Linked DNA regions of Capra hircus: region 1 is linked to region 2. A link is a contact called in public Hi-C data. All regions are on one chromosome and are shown on one strand. The core of a region is the stretch at or near the end of the contact, and the rest is flanking DNA. Distances in the headings are between cores, read along the strand shown. Region 1 has its middle 35 kb from the start of EGFL7. Region 2 holds the start of NOTCH1 (neurogenic locus notch homolog protein 1).

What was found. A called contact is a pair of places that touch in the nucleus more often than the background predicts.
Region 1: a contact with region 2 is called in a Hi-C map of blood, with 5 times the contacts expected there. The contact joins the enhancer-like site here to the promoter of NOTCH1 in region 2. A contact is called at or near these places in 2 of 5 Hi-C or Micro-C datasets (both in blood).

What each region holds. Positions count from the first base shown.
Region 1 is chr11:103,456,624-103,461,395 of ARS1.2, reverse strand. No RefSeq gene overlaps it. Among named protein-coding and RNA genes, the nearest start is that of EGFL7, 35 kb to the left of the region's middle. Within about 2 kb of position 1,770, at least 2 of the 5 cell types and tissues checked have an H3K27ac peak or open chromatin away from gene starts, as enhancers often do.
Region 2 is chr11:103,394,341-103,398,810 of ARS1.2, reverse strand. It overlaps NOTCH1 (neurogenic locus notch homolog protein 1), which reads left to right and starts at 3,089. Exons shown (of 35, transcript XM_018056124.1): 1 at 3,089-3,394. The coding sequence starts at 3,334.

The sequences.
Region 1 (4,772 bases), core at 521-3,020, 64 kb before region 2:
GGCGGCCGAGTCCCTCGGTGGTGGTGGGGGTTGGGGCTGCCCAGCTGTTTCTCGGGCTTTCCTATGAGAAGAGTCCCCTTGCCACACCCTCGTGTGTCGCTATCGGAAGCCAAGCTCAGAGCCGGAGAATGTCAACACCGCAGGCACAGCACCTGGCTTGTGGTGCCCGCGGGAGACCCCTCCATGCTGGGGAGCTCTGTGCTATTTACAACCCCCTGGAGAAGCAGGGCAAATACTGCATTCCCTCCCCACGGCCCTGTGACCTCCAGCCCATGTTTGAACTCTCGATGGGCAAACAGGTGGCGATAAGGCGCTGAGATTAGAGCTCGGAATACACGCAGCTTCCTTTCCTCCAAGCTCAGAGTCCCAGCCTCAGACCCTGGGAGGCTCAGGGAGCCTGAGTTGGTGGCTGCAGGGGCCCAAGAGACCAGGCTGGCCCTCCTCCCCTGCCCCCTGGGGGGCCCAGATCAGGCTCTGACTCCCCAGCTCCGAGGTCCCGGCATCTCCTCCCACACCACCCCTCAACCCCAAAGCTGCCCCACCTCCTTGAAGGTACCCCCAGCCCCACAGGAGGGAGTTGTTGTCGGAGTTAGGCTGAGGTCAGTCTCCAGCAAGTGGCTGGACTGAGCTGTGGGTCAGACTGACTCAGATCCTGCGTTTGGGAATCGCTGACCCTGTGTTGCCGTGTTCCTCGTCCACAAAGCGGGGTGGGCGTGTCCCTCCTCCCAGGGCTGGAAGACGAGGTGGTGGAGGCGACATGGGTCCCACCAGGCTGACCAGGCCTCCCAGCCCGCCTGTGCCCCCCGGGTGCCTCCAGGCCGGCACTCAGCTCTCGCTCCCGCCTCCGCGGTAGCTTCTCTGCACCCCTTTGGAGGCAGGACAGGAGGGAACACGATCTTCAGCAGAATGGATCGTCCCCTTCCTCATCCTTGCGGTTGGCCTCTGCTAACGCAACCCAGGGAGGTCCCGGTGTGGAGCTGAGGATGCAAAGGGGTGGGCAGAGCTGGGGTTTGAGATCAGCAGACGTGAGGCTGGTCTGTTTGGAGCCGGTCAGTCACGCCTGCGTCAGAAGCCCGTCTCCCTGGGATCAGGGGTCAGTCCGCGCCTGGGTCAGGGCTCCAGTCTATACCCGGCAACAGAGATCAGTCTACGACCTGGGTCAGGACTGAGTTTGGGTTGGGGTCAGGGCATGGTCTGGGGTTGAGACTTGTTACTGGGGTCAGAAGCTGGTCTGCCGCTGGATTCGGGGTTTGGGGCTCGGGGTATGACTGCGCCCGGGGCTCGGCCAGCCAGGGCCGCGGCTCCGTCTCCACGGCTCCATCTCCACGGCCGCGTCTGCCCCCAGGGGCTCGTCTGCTCCCCAGCAGTTGAACTCTGCTTCCTCTTTGGATCAGACTGGCCTTGGCTGGCACCCAGCTGCTGATTCCCGGGGGAAGAGGCCCTGTTCCCGCCAGTCACATTCCCATGCCTGCCCGGGAGATTGCCAGAGAGCGGCTGGGTGTCGAGGGGCTGCCTCCTGGGGGACTGGACTCTCACCCTCCCCAGCCTCCGACAGCAGCCCGTGACTCACGGGAGGCGCTCATCTGCTGGGGGCCCTTCCTAACAGCCCAGCACCCCAGGCTCTCCTTCCTGCCCAGCGAGAGGCCTGCAGACTAAGGCCAGGCAGGCCTGGCGCTTCCCAGGGCCCAGCGTGACTCGTGAACCAAGGGCCTCACCCGCCCTGGCCTCGGGTTCCCTATGTGACAACAGAAGAGAGGAGGGGTCTGTCCAGGTCGCCCCCTCCAGCCTGTCCCATGTCCCACTCCACTCCCCACCCCCACCCTGCTGCAGAGAATCGGAAAGGCCGGGGACGCGTGCAGTCCTGGGCACCGCCCTCCTCGGGGTCCCTGCTAGCGCGCACGGCTCGTGCCCAGAGAACCCTATTGTCTTTCAAGCCACAGGCCTGCTTCAGGACCTGTGGGCTGAGGAGACCCGGGGGCCAGCCTGCCCTCAAGTGAGACGGATATGCTCAGGGGTCAGGGCCTGGCACCCGAGGATTAGGCCCTGAAGGGACTCGAGGGGAACCCTCCTCCCCACTCTCAGCCAGAGAGTGAGCCCCTCCAATTCTGGCCAGAGAGACCCGAGATCTTGTCCCAGGGTTGAGCGAGGTCTGGGAATCGGGGGCCCCATGCCTCTGTCCCCCCAGCCCATCGGCTTCAGGGGCCCTTAGGAACTTCTGACCTGCTGCCCCAAAGGCACAGCCTCGGCGCTGCAGGGCCCGAGATCCCACAGTGGGGACCTCCTATTGGAGCCTCCCGGGGGCCCTGGGGTAGCTGTCCCGTCACCCTACTCTGCAGAGGGGAAAAGTGAGGTCACACGCCGACCTTGCCCCGGGCTCCGACAAGGCGCTGAGCGCCATGCGTGCACACAGGTGTCCCAGCTCACTTCTTTGGATGAGCTGGATCCCCAGCCTCAAAGCGGGGGAAACAGGACGAGAGGGGCAGGGCCTTGGCCCCCGGGCCTGGGTCCCACTCGAAGAAGGGTGGGAACCTGCCTCCTGCTGCCCACCCATGCTCTCCGCCTCCCCCCCCAGTGGGGGTGGGTGGGTGCCAAGGTGGGTAGACGGGCTGGGACACGTGCCAGGCGTGGGCTGGGCCTCCCGCAGCTGCTCAGCCGGTGTTGCAACCCGGCGTCCCCCCCTCCAGGCCATGTCTTGACTTGCAGTGGCCCCTGCCTCCAGGCCCAGAGGAAGGCCTCGCCCACCTTCCTGGGATCGGGGTGACAAGTCCCAGCATGGCAGGGTCTGCTGTGCCAGCTCCGAGCGTGAGAAAACGCTGAGCTGAGGAGGAAGGTGTGGCAGGTGGGAGTGTGAGTACCAGCTGGTGTCCACCCTCCTGGCGCCCAAGAGGAGGCCAGGCCAGCCCTGGCCGCTTCCCTGGCCCTTCCCAGACTGGCCTGGAGGCCATGCCCAGCTCGGTCCCCTCCAGCATGCACCCCCTGCTGCAGCTCTCTCCACCCCATCGACTCTGCCCCCCAAAGCAGAGCGCAGCTGCACGCAGCTGGTGACCACGATTGTCTCCAGCAGGAGGTTCAGCAGGGCAGTCGGGCCATGTGGCCAGCGGGGGTCTGTAGAGGCGGGCTGTCAGAGCGCATCCCTCTCAGCAGGGTCGCCGAAATCCGAGCTATTCTGGCCCTTGGGGACCGGTGTGGAGGCCTGAGAGGCTGCTGCTCCCCAATGTGGGGGAGCATAGGGGAGCCCCAAACCCCAGAGGGCCCTTGAGCCCTCTGGCTCATAGAAACCTGGTGTCTGGGTCCCTGGTTCACTGGAAAGAAGCAGGGAAGAAGACAGTGGGGGCCCAGAGCCAGGGGGATGTGGGCGGGCGCCTCCCTGAACCCTGACTCCCAAGGGGGTGTGAGCCAGCGGGGGGCAGCGCGGCTGTCCTTGGAGCCGCCAGCTGCAGTGGGCCCTGCCCAGGCATGTGCCGCCCTCGGCACCCGGAGCTGCCTCGGTGGGGATGGGCTGGGGGAGAAGGGACTGCCCAGCGCCGTCAGTGGGCCTGGGGCCCCCAGTGAGCCTCCGGAGTCACCTGGGCTTCAGATGTCTCGAGGGCCTGGCCAGGCCCCACAAAGGCCCATCGTGACCCCCTCAAGGCTAAGGGAGATACAGGCTCTTCTCAGGAGCCCTGGGGGAGGCCCTTGAATTCCAGCGCTACTTGGAGTGGGCGGCGGGCAGCGGGCGGCCATAAGAGCAGAAGCGCAGTGGGGAGGGACACTGAGCTCGCTGGCCCTGGCTCTGGACTGTGCCCCTGATCAGAGGCTCCCTGGACCCTATGTCCCCTACCTCCCAGCTCCACTCTTGGCCCCAGTCCTTGGTCCTCTCCCCAGCAAAACCTGACGTTCAGGCCCCTCTCGCCCCCCTGCCCTCTCCAAACGTCCGTGGGGTTGCAGAGTGACAGAGCCTGCAGACTACGAGGCCAGGACATGGGGAGGGAAAGATGTCTCAGGGACCAGGAGGTGGCAGCACGGGGTGACTGAGGTGCCGACAGGGACAGCAGAGGCAACAGGAGCACGGAGCTCATGGCGGAGCTGAGACTCAGGCTGAGAGCCGTGGAGGGGCGTGGCGGGGGCAGAGCAGTCAAGCTTCATCCCTTGGGGTGGGGAGTGGGGGGCACGTTGCTCCAGGTCTAAGCCGGGTCTTAAGGAGGGGCTCTGATTCGAGGTTTAGAAAGATGCTTGGTGTAGGCAGGGCCGCTGCCCTGATGGCTTCTGGCCCCTTGCGCAGTGCCCAACCTGCACACCCATGTAGGGCGGCCCTGCAGGCTTCAGTGTGGAGAGCAGCCAGAGGACCCTGGGCCTCATGCAGAGAGGGGACTGCCTGCCTCCAGGAGGCTTCTGGCTGCCGGGCCAATCCCCCTCCCCCACTAAACCCACTGTGAGGGCCCTGCTCCAGCAGCTCCACGGGGAGGAGGCCCACGGCTTGTTTATCCCTCGTCCCTGCAGCTCCTTCGACATCTGCTGGGGAGGAAGGAAGGCCCCTGTCACCAGCCCCACCTGCAGGGGCCACTGCTGGGAACAGGGAGCCAGGGTATCAGGTCGCCTGCCCACCTGCCCACCTGCCCTGGCCTGCCCCACCCCCACCACCCAAGAGGAGCAGCGGGCTGGGGGGACGGAGGCTGGGCTTGAGGCTGGAGGGTCCTGGGGTGTCCAGTGCCCCCTCCCCGGGCAGACCTGCTGCTTCTGCCCAGCTCTGATCACTCAGGTCCTGGAGAAGTCCCCTGAGGCCCGGACATGCC
Region 2 (4,470 bases), core at 1,840-4,339:
ATTTTACAATTAAGTTCAAAAGGTGGACAAGTGCCGCCCCTGGAGTTCTGGACTCGACCCCCTGCTGCCCTGGTGGGCACTGCCCCCGCCCCCCAATCTCACCCCTCCTCCCCACACCCCATCCCCTCTGCCGCAGGGCCACCGTCACCTGCACCAAGCTGCCCAGCTGCCCCCACGCTGTGAGCAACCCCTGAGGCCAGGGCGGGCAGCAGCCCCGTTGTGGTCCCAGACAGCCCACCCCAGGCTTCTGGAGCCCATCTGCCTGCTGAGGAGCAAGGCAGAGACCTGGCCGACCCAGAACCAGTCTTCTCAGGACAACCAGGAAAATCAGCAGCGCCCCACACCCTCCAGTTGCATCCGAAGCGCTGGGGCCCCAGGACCAGGAGTCTCTGTCTGGCTGCACCTTAGAATCAGGGCAGGGGAGCTTTAAACAGCATCCCCCACAGCAAGTCAAATCATGCCAGACTCCCTGGAGGAAGGGGCTGGGGTGAGTTTCTTTGGGAGGCAGGAATGGACTCCCCAGCAGACCTCCCCTGCCCATCCTGGCAATGATATCCCTGCATCTCTGGGGAGCAGAAGAGGGGAAACTGACCAGCTCAGCCTGGGGTTCGGGGGCTCAGGGCCTTCTCCCCTTTAGGCCCAGCAAGCTGGACCCCAGAGAAGAGAGTGGCTACAAGACACTGACCCCTCTGCGAGCCAGGCCTACAGCCTCACCCCCACCAGTCCCAGGTTTCCCAGGTGGCCTGGGGGGCTGTGCAGGGACCGCCCAGCAAACCTGGCCCTAGTGCCCACCACAAACAGGCAGGAAGCCCCAAACCTTGTTTCATTGCTGTGCCCCCCGGATCAGTGCTGGCCACCCCAGGCCCCACTCTCCCACTGGGCTCTGGAAAGGACCCGCACCCCAAATTCCCCTCCTCTCCCCAACACCCCCCAACCAGGGCTGCCCCTAGGCTGCCCATCCTGTAAGAGGAGGTCACCAGGGTCTGGGCCGTCAGGACCCCCAGTCCTCCCCACCTCAAACCCCTTGGCCTGGGAAGGTTGTTAAAGAGAGATAAGAAGGGGCCTAATTTGTGATTGGAAAAGCTTGGTGCCCACTTGCCAGGGCTTGGCCCACCTCCTTCCCAGGTCTGGAGGGGAGGGAAGCCCCGCCCAGCCCTTGACCTTGGCCTCACACAAGCCCCTCCCCAGTCCCAGGCACTTCTGGTTTTGCCGGGGTCTCCTGGGGGCCCCAGTCACCCATGGGATACCCCAGGAAGCAGGTGGCTGGCATGGGGGTTAGAAGCTTCGGAGGCCCCCTTATCTGTATCACTGGCTAATGAGAGTACCCAGCCCCTGGGCAAAGGCCCAGTGTAGGCCTGGCAGGGCTGGCAGACTCAGGTGAGACTCCCCCGGTCCCAAGTCCCTCCTCCAAGACTGCTTCCTCGGTGGAAGGCTGAGGACTTGCTCCCAAGCCAGGGCTGGATGGCCCTTTGCTTTTGATCTGGGGCCTGTTTGCAGAGACGCTGGGTTCCAAGAGGAAGGCACGCAGGTAGGGGCCCCAGAGGGGTGCCGGCCCTGAAGCCCTCCTCTGTCCATCCCTGGGAGAGGAGAGGCTGCGGTGTGCAGAGCCCTGAGACTGCGGTCTGGTTGTTGAGGGGTGGGCAGGGGAGGGACTTCGCAGCCCACCCCTCTTCCTGCTACGGAAAATCTGCTCCTCCAGGCCTCCTGGCTGCTGTTATATAAACATCTCTGCTGCCTCCAGGCGCCTCCTCTCCCGGGCACTGACCCCGAGAGAAGTTACCCCAGGCTCTGAGAAGTGCCATGCCGTCAGCCTCCTGGAGGAGGCAGGCCAGGGAGGCTCCAGAAGCAGCTGGACAAGCTGTTCCTCCTGGTGCTCACAACTGCATCCCAGCTGCCCCCAGGTGCCCTGCAACAGGTGTACCAAGGAGGTTGGGCTGGTGCAACCTGCCCATCAGCAGGCAAACCCCACTCTGCCCACCTCTCTGGGCCTCCCTGGCAAGGGCGGCTTCTCAGCCAGCCTCTGGGATTTCTACAGTCCTGAGGGTTCTCCTGACAGGGAACCGCACGCTGGCTTACTGCCCTGTGTTGAGAGGGGGTGCTGTTCTGTACCCAGTGCGAGGCTGTAAACCAGCTTAGCAGGGACAATGGCAGGCATTTTGGACGCCCAGCACTTAACCTGGGCTGGCACAGGATGCCCAAATCTGGCGTTATGGTGCAGAAATAAGTCACCCGGAAGGAGCACGGGGGAGGGTCCAGGGCTGCCGGACCCACAGCGTGCTTCGCGGGCCACCTTAGGCTGGAGGCGCGGAAGAAGGGGTAGGACGGTGACCAAGGAGCGTCCGGAGGCGGTCCCTCCTGGGGGAGCTGGTGCTTAATCTTTCTGGCCGGGCGCTGGCCCCAGGCTATTTCCTTGGGGGTACCCAGGGTCCCTTTGGTAGAGGCTGCAGCCGCGGCACCACCATCTTTCAGGGTCAAATGGCCCAGTCTTCACAGCCACGGAGGTGGGGGCAGGTCTAGGCTGGAACTTTCAGAGGTTTTAAGTTGCTACCAGGGGGGCTCCTAGGATTAGGGCCCCAGGCCAGGGGTAACGCAGGGCTGCCGATGGAGCGACTTCTCCCAGAGCCTCTGCCCCAGGGACCCCCACACTCGCCTGCCCAGCCCAGCTCCTCTCGGGGACAGGCCTGTCAAAGGCGCCCCTTTCCTCGCTCCGCCTGCGCCTCCTCCGCTATTGAGATGTAAATCTTTGCCAATTGTCGCCGAGCGCGGCGGGAGCCCACAGCCGGATCCTTCCGCAACCCCGGAGCAAACTTTGGGTCTCCGAAAACTTTCGAACGAGAAGTAGTCCCTTAGGGCATGGGCCCCGACCCCGCTCCGCACGGCCGCGACCCCCACCCCCGTAGGACCCGGGCTCGGGACCCCGCGCCCCAGCCTGAGGAGGCGCGCGGCTGGTCGAGGAGAGCAGAGGGGCGCGGCCAGCAAGGGGGCGCGGGGTGCGGAGGGATCGGCGGGGGCGGGCCCCGGGGGCGGGGCCGGCGGGGCGGGGGCGGAGCGCGCGGCGGCCGGGCGCCTCACTAGTGCCTCGGCCACGGGAGGGAGCGCACGGGCCCCGGGATCGGGGCGCGGGCCGCGGGCGCAGCGTAGGAACGATCGCGGGCGCGGAACCGGGCCGGGGAGGCCGCGAGAGCCCAGGGACGCTCTCCAGCCGGAAGGAGAGGGCAGTAGCGGGCCGTCACCGCCCCTGGGACAGTCCCTCTGCGCTCGGGTGTGCCGGAGCCCCCGCCGGCCGGGCGCAGGAGGCCGCCCCCGGGCGCAGCGGGCAGCCGGTGGGCAGGCATGCCGCCGCTCCTGGCGCCCCTGCTCTGCCTGGCGCTGCTGCCCGCGCTGGCCGCACGAGGTAGGCGACTGCCCGCCGCGAGCCCGCAACTTTCCGCGCCTTCGGAAACTTTTGGCGGCGCCCTAGGCTCCAGTCCCCGGGTGCCTGGGAGCTGGCGGCCAGGGTGGGGAGGGGGACCGGGCGACCCGGGGCGGGGTAGGAGCCAGAGTCCCGGGCTCGGGGAGAAGGACTGACCCTCCCCCGCTCCGTTTGCCGGATCGGGACGGACTTGGCGGTGCTCGCGCCTGGAACCGAGTTTGGCGCCGGGTTTGAAGTCGGCTTTGAAGCCGGGCGTGGGCATCTGGGGGCCTGGGAGACCTAGCTCTGGGCTCGCCTTTCACCAGCCGCGCGTGGGCTCGCTCCCGGGGCGGGCGGACGAGCTGCCTACTACTTTTCGATTTGAATCGAGTCGGTTTTGGTTTCCTGTTGCTTTGGGGCCATTTATCTTTTTTCTTCGCCTCTTGCCCGCGCCGAGGGCGGATGTTGGGGCGCGGAGCCTGGGGTCCAGGGTGCCGCGATCGTCTTTACTGAACCGCACTGCGGGACCTGGCTGCCCAGCGTGTTGGGCAGAGGGGAGCAGGGTGGGCCAGGCGGCCCAGCCCCGCCTCCCTTCGGAGTAGAAGAGTTCGCGCAGGACCCGGGCGAGGGCCCCAGACCCAGGTGTCCCCCGGCTCCTGGCCACCCTGCCCGCGGTGTCCCCTCCCCACACCGGGTCGCTACCCCTATCCTGGCTCACAGTTTGGGGCGGGGTGGGGGTCTTGTGTGCAGAAGATTCCGCTGCTACTGATGAACTTTCGCTTTGTGGAGTTCACGTTTGGAAACCTTGCAAGGGTTGCCAGGGCGGTCATTCCTCTCCGCTTCCCGTGGAGAGGAGCTCCGAGGAATCGGATGGTGATTAATGCTTCTCTTCCCCTAAAAGTTGGAGGGAGAGCTAGTTCCCTGCTTCCTGAAGATGGGGTTCCATGTCACACCCCGTCCCCACCCCCCCAGAGGGGGCTTAATTTACATAGCCTTGGTAAGAAGGGGGGGCGGGGGGGCGTGGATTAATTGATCCCTTCCCGGGAATGAAGTCAAATTCCTTCCAAATGGAGCATCTT